Linked DNA regions of Rattus norvegicus: region 1 is linked to region 2. Evidence: chromatin contacts called from public HiChIP or PLAC-seq data. All regions are on one chromosome and are shown on one strand. The core of a region is the stretch at or near the end of the contact, and the rest is flanking DNA. Distances in the headings are between cores, read along the strand shown.

The links. HiChIP or PLAC-seq counts read pairs in DNA pulled down with a chosen protein or histone mark.
Region 1: an H3K27ac HiChIP or PLAC-seq map of oligodendrocytes shows a contact between it and region 2, with 8 times the contacts expected there. The contact joins two enhancer-like sites. A contact is called at or near these places in 3 of 12 Hi-C or Micro-C datasets (Schwann cells, frontal cortex and hepatocytes) and 1 of 1 datasets of contacts at active chromatin or transcription factors (oligodendrocytes).

What each region holds. Positions count from the first base shown.
Region 1 is chr17:57,326,955-57,329,704 of GRCr8, forward strand. No RefSeq gene overlaps it. Among named protein-coding and RNA genes, the nearest start is that of Ndufb3l3, 130 kb to the left of the region's middle. Within about 2 kb of position 1,482, at least 64 of the 93 cell types and tissues checked have an H3K27ac peak or open chromatin away from gene starts, as enhancers often do.
Region 2 is chr17:56,470,432-56,473,388 of GRCr8, forward strand. No RefSeq gene overlaps it. Among named protein-coding and RNA genes, the nearest start is that of Arhgap12, 190 kb to the left of the region's middle. Within about 2 kb of position 1,325, at least 54 of the 93 cell types and tissues checked have an H3K27ac peak or open chromatin away from gene starts, as enhancers often do.

The DNA of each region.
Region 1 (2,750 bases), core at 232-2,731, 860 kb after region 2:
GTGCCTGGCCCTTTCAGAAAGGAATCTTCCTAGATTTGGGTTGTTGCTTTTGATCTCAGAGGCAGGGTTTTAATTTATTGTGATCCCTCTGATGTTTTGCAGCGCTGGGGATAGAACCCCTGCTCCTGCTGGCCAGTAGTCTCTCCTACTGAACCACAAGCACCTGCCCTCAAATCCTTCCTGAGGTCTCCATGCTACCCTCAAGAGCGTCCACCTCAGTGTCTGTGGTGGAAGAGACTCAGGGAGAGGGACACAAATGATCTTATTGGAACGACTCTGTTCCCTTTATTCAAATCCACAAATGCTTCCTCCATTTGCTCAGACACCATAGCCTCTGCCTCCAGTTTCCCACCCTCCAGGGAACTGCTTTCAGAGTCTCTGGTGGCGACATTAGCCTTTCTAAACGCTAGCTTCACAAAGGCAGGAAGCTGACCCAGCAGCCTCTCGGCTCCTTTCAGGCCCCCACTGCCTTTCTCAGACTTTGTAGGCAGCTTGACAGATGTTTATACATCTGGGAAACAGTGCGCACGACACTTTGCGATCCCCTTTCAAACCTCATACTTCAGAGACATGCTTCCATGTATGGACATGGGCAGCCCGCCTGCCTCTCCAAATGGCTCTGCAGTGGTCTGGCATGGGAACAGCTCTGGATTTGCTTAGTCATTGCAGGGTTGCAGTGTTTGGGTGGCATCCAGCACCTGGCTATCACAAATGTCACCTCAGCCTCCTCCGGTGGCTTTTACAGTCAGCAGCGGCTGCTTTGCGACTCCACTGTTTCCAGGAGATAGTCTCTCTACCCCAAGGACAGTTTCCTTCTCACTTCCCACAGCACAGCATGGGCTCAGTAAAGAGCTTTACAATGAAGACAGCCAGAAGCGGATAGAGGAAACTCCTCTATGATGAACCACAGGGTAAGCACCCTGTCACCTCACTGGTTCACTAAGCCCTGTGCCAGAGAGGCTACAGTGACTCTCTTAGAGGTCGGACTACTCCTCAGGGGGAGCCCTTTGTAGGATGGTATGCCTGGATGTTGTTCAGGTGTCTTTGTGGTAATTCCAGGTAGGCCAGTCCCCAGCAGCCTACACTTCTTTCCTGAACTTGGTGTGTCTGGGACAACTTGTCTTTTGCACTCAGCTCCCGTGACTCTACATTCTCACACAAGCTTTGGGGTCTCTGATGGAATATTCTAAACAGGAGAAGGTTATCCTCCTACTCATCTCCAACAAAGGGAAAGGGTAGGCAGGAAGGATGTGGAATTCTACTCAGGCAGCCTTTGACACTTGAAGTATTTTGGTGGAAGGGAACTGCAGATGGGACCCCACTAAAGAAGCTTTGAGGCCCAGAATCAAATGTCTCTGTGGTGACAAGAGCTGGCAGTATGACAGCCGGAAAGAAGAAAGGACAGAGTTGGGGCTGGCCTCTTGCAAAACTCCCACCGGGAGCTGGCTGGGCAGGCCTGCCTGGGCCCAGGCAGCTGCAGCTCCTGAATGGGTCCTCTGTCATCACATGCTCAGCCCCAGCATAGAAGAACACACAGCCTCCGTGCTCTCACTTCCCCACCCAGCCGGATCCTAATCTCCAGTTCTCACACTGGTGGAGAAGTGACCCTGCAAAAGGGACTGGGAAACACCAGAGCTGGCAAAGCGTTTTATGTGGCACATGGTTTGACCACCTGGCTTCAGATGGGTGCAAACCAGCGTTCCCATTTCATAGATGAGGCTGCTGAGGTCAGAGGAGCCGAAAGCAGCTCGATGGTAGTAAAGGCTGCATGTCTCATAAGCTGCCCACTGGGCTTTCTCAGGCACATAGCCTGAGAGAACTCTGTAAGACATCCACCCATTAGCAACTAACTTGTAATACAGTGTCATTTTTCCTTCTGGGAAAACAGTGCGCTCTCATTTTACACAAGAGTAACAAGGCCATAGAAGGAATCAAAATGAAGGGAATGAAGACACCTGTTATCTCCCCCTGGAAAGACCATAGAATCAGATAATCTTTTTATGCACATACTTTTAAACATAATTATGGTCATTTGTATAACATTTTGTAGCCTACTTTTCTCACTAAACACTGCACACATTGCCTCTAGTCATTAAGAGAGCTTTACGAATACATGATTACATATAATTACATATAGTTTGTTGATACCATATCTAACTTGGAAAAATTCATCTTTGTGCTAGAGAGGTGGCTCAGTAAAGTGCCAATGACGCAAGCGTCAGAACCCTGGCTCCTTACCACCCACACAAAAGCTGGGCTCAGTAGCGCACACCAACAACAGCAATGGAGAAGCCAGAGACAGAGGGTAACTGGACCTCATTGGCCACCCAGACTAGTCAAATGAATGGCCTCAAGTTTCCTTGAGAAAGACAACCTCTGTTGTGGGTAATCCTGATGCTGTTCGAATTCTGATGTTAATTCTGCTGTCTCCAGAAAGCAGTTGATCATGTACTAGATTGATCCCATGTGAGCTGTCTCCCTATTTTATCTGGTCAATAAAGGTGAGCCTGTGATTGGACAGTGGAGGAGAAAGGTGAGACAAGAGATCTTTGAGAGTAGAGGCAGGGAGAGAGAGGAGAAGGCAAGGAGAGGACAGAAGAGGAGGAAGAAGTTGAGATGGAGCAGAACCGCATGGAAACTGCAAGTAGCAAAGGGCCTCACAGATGGGGGATAAGCTAGCATAGTGTTCTATCTGCCCAGGCTAGGCACATAGCTTATACATTTAATATGAATTTATGTTCTTATTTATT
Region 2 (2,957 bases), core at 75-2,574:
GGAGTGTGGGAAGGAAGATCAGAGCCAGGAAGTCAGTGGGCAGACAGTGGATGATAAACAGGGGGCAGCGCCAGGCTGCTGGCCATGGAGCAACAAAGCCAGGGTTGTCACTAACGCTATTGTACTCTGTTGGGAACATCTAGACAGGAGCATCTGTGGACTGCTTATGCCAGCAGGACAGTACTTTCTGGAACACATGGGTGCCACTGGTTACTAGGGACAATGTCACCTCTATGTCTGAGCTGGGAGGCCACCTTCAATACTGTCTCTCAATAGGATAGGAAAGGTTGCTTTCCTCTCTTGACAACAGGCAGCAGCGTATGTGGATGTAAACACTGCAAGCTGCCTAAGGGCTGCAGCCTTCTGTCAGTTTATAAGCTGGAGAGGCCAGAACAGTTTGTTTAAGAACGGTTTGTTTAATTTTAAATCTGTGCACTAATCAGAGAGTATAGGCTTCTAATCAAACTTGTAGAAACACCGTTAGAATTAGTGCTCTTGGAATTAGTGCTCACTCCAAACAAATTCCTTCAGTTCACAGGGGCCGGAATTCCAGTGTCCATCAGGCGCTCGAGTGTGTGTGTGTGTGTGTGTGTGTGTGTGTGTGTGTGTGTGCGCGTGTGCGCGCGCGCACTCACGCACGCGCGCACATGTTTTCTCTGGGGCTGCCAATTAGGCTCCAGATTCATGAATTAGTGAGGATTTAGCCCAGGTTCCCTCTGCCTCAGTCCCTCCATTTCCTGAGGCAGCTGCCTGGCCTACAAGGTCTGAGTTCATCAGTCCCGGCACCTGCCAGGGTGTCAGATTAGACCATGGAAGCAAAGAGGTGTCCTATACTGACCTGGCCAGGTCCCAGAGGCTGCCTGGGAGTGGGCTCAGCACATTGGAAAGGGTCTTTGGTGCTCAGTGGGCTTCATAGGGGGAGTAGAGGCCAGGCTGGGACAGCTGCCAGCCGACAGCTTTGTTTGCTTGTGACACTTCTCTTTGCTGAGACGCCAGCTGACAAGGGGGAGGGGAGAGGAGACAGGCATTGAAAGGGGACAGGCTGCAGCCACCTCCAAAGAGTGGGAGCAGTGTGGGGCTTGGCAAAGCTGCCCTTTGTCACCCCACCCCCATCTTCTGCATCCGCCCTTCAGATCTGCTGGCCTGGGAAGCAGATGTCTTACTGGAGATGTCCCATCAGGACACCCCTCCCCCACCCACACTGACCTCCTCTCCTCTCTAAAGCCTAACTGAGAGGCTTGCCAGCTGTTGAGCTCCCTTGGGTGCAGGCCTGGCTGGGCTTTGTGTGTGCCAAATGCCTGCAGTTTGCAGCAAAGGGCTGGAGGAGCAGGGCAGGGTTACCACAGACATCGAAGGGGAGGGACTACTAGACATTGCTAGGTTCAAGGGCAGATGCCTCTTCTGGGTTTGTATTTGGAAGGCTTTGGAAGGTCTCCTGATAGAAACGGCTACAAAACGGGCTTGATGCCAAGTGGATAAGGGGTTTAAATCAAGTTTTGATTTAAACCCAAGATTCCCCATAATTCAGTTATGAGGAAAGAAAAGACGGACTCTGTCTGTGGGCTTTATCCCAGGCACCAAGACTTTCTGATGAAGCCAAGCACATTGGTGCCAGGAGGCATGTCTTAGGCTTCCTGGCAAAGTCTTGCTCTCTAGAGAACCCTGACTTCTGCTGGGAGCCCCAAGAGAAGCAATCGGCTTTGCTAAGTCAGTGGCCAGGACTTCCCTAGGCTTGGACTCAGCTGGAGCTGCCCACTGCCCACAGCCTTTCCTTGGAAGCCATTCAGACACCTTTGTGATGGCGGAGCAGCTGCAGGCTGTGAGGTCACCATGGTGACGGGTGATCGCCTGTACTCTCCACCTGCGTCCTGTTGTGGTTCTGGCAGGCTCTGTGGATGCAGAGGGGCTGCAGGTCAGAGCCTGCTCACCAGCTGTCCTGGAGTTTGAGTGAGCAGCGTAGTGCCCTCTGGCAACACCACCTCTATACAGGCCAAGTAGAGGCACACGGGTTGGAAAGTGCTCGGAGGAGCAGACGAGGGTTGCACATGTAAGTTATTGTTCTTATAGATAAAATCAGATGCATTACTTAGGAGCCAATACAATTCATGATGTTAGAAAGAATGGGACCCTTGAGATGGCCCAGTGGGTAAAGGCACTTACTGCTAATCCGAGGACCTAAATTCAATCCCAGGAACCCACGTGGAAAGAAAATTGAACTGACTTTCATAAATTGTCCTCTGACCTCCACACAGGTGGCAAATTTACAGGCATAGAAACTCATAGAGAATAAAAAAAGGACAGGAGTGGGTTGTCAAAAGAGTGTGGTTCTGTGTATTTCCCAGGCCCTGTGGTTGCTCACCCATCGGGTCTTCCTGGCATTGCATTGAAAGCATTTGTAAGATCATTTAGTTTCGGGCTGGAGAGATGGCTCAGTGGTTAAGAGCACTGACTGCTCTTCCTAGAGGTCCTGAGTTCAAATCTCAGCAACCACATGGTGGCTCACAACCATCTGTAGTGGGATCTGATGCCCTCTTCTGATGTGTCTGAAGACAGCGACAGTGTACTTAGATATAATAAATCAAAAAACTTTATAAAAAAAGAACATTTACTTTCATGTTGGCTGGAGGATGAACGACAACCAGACTTCTTAAAAATCTTATGCTACTTTAAGGCCAGCCAAGTTTTATGCCACCGAACCAAGGCGGCCTCGGCTATCTTACCAAGTGACTTTTAAAACCAATAGCTTTTTTCCTTTTAGAGTGCCATTAACATACTCAATTAATTAATGTCCGCTGGGTTATTTGGTCTTTATAACTTCACTGGTCAAGAAAGGCAAGAAGACAAAGAAGTGGAGGAAAGCCAGGGAAGTCATTTTGATGATAGCTGGACAAACACCCATTTAAAAGCTATTTTATATGCGGTTGGAGGACCTACTTCCCTTAAGAAAGCACTTTATG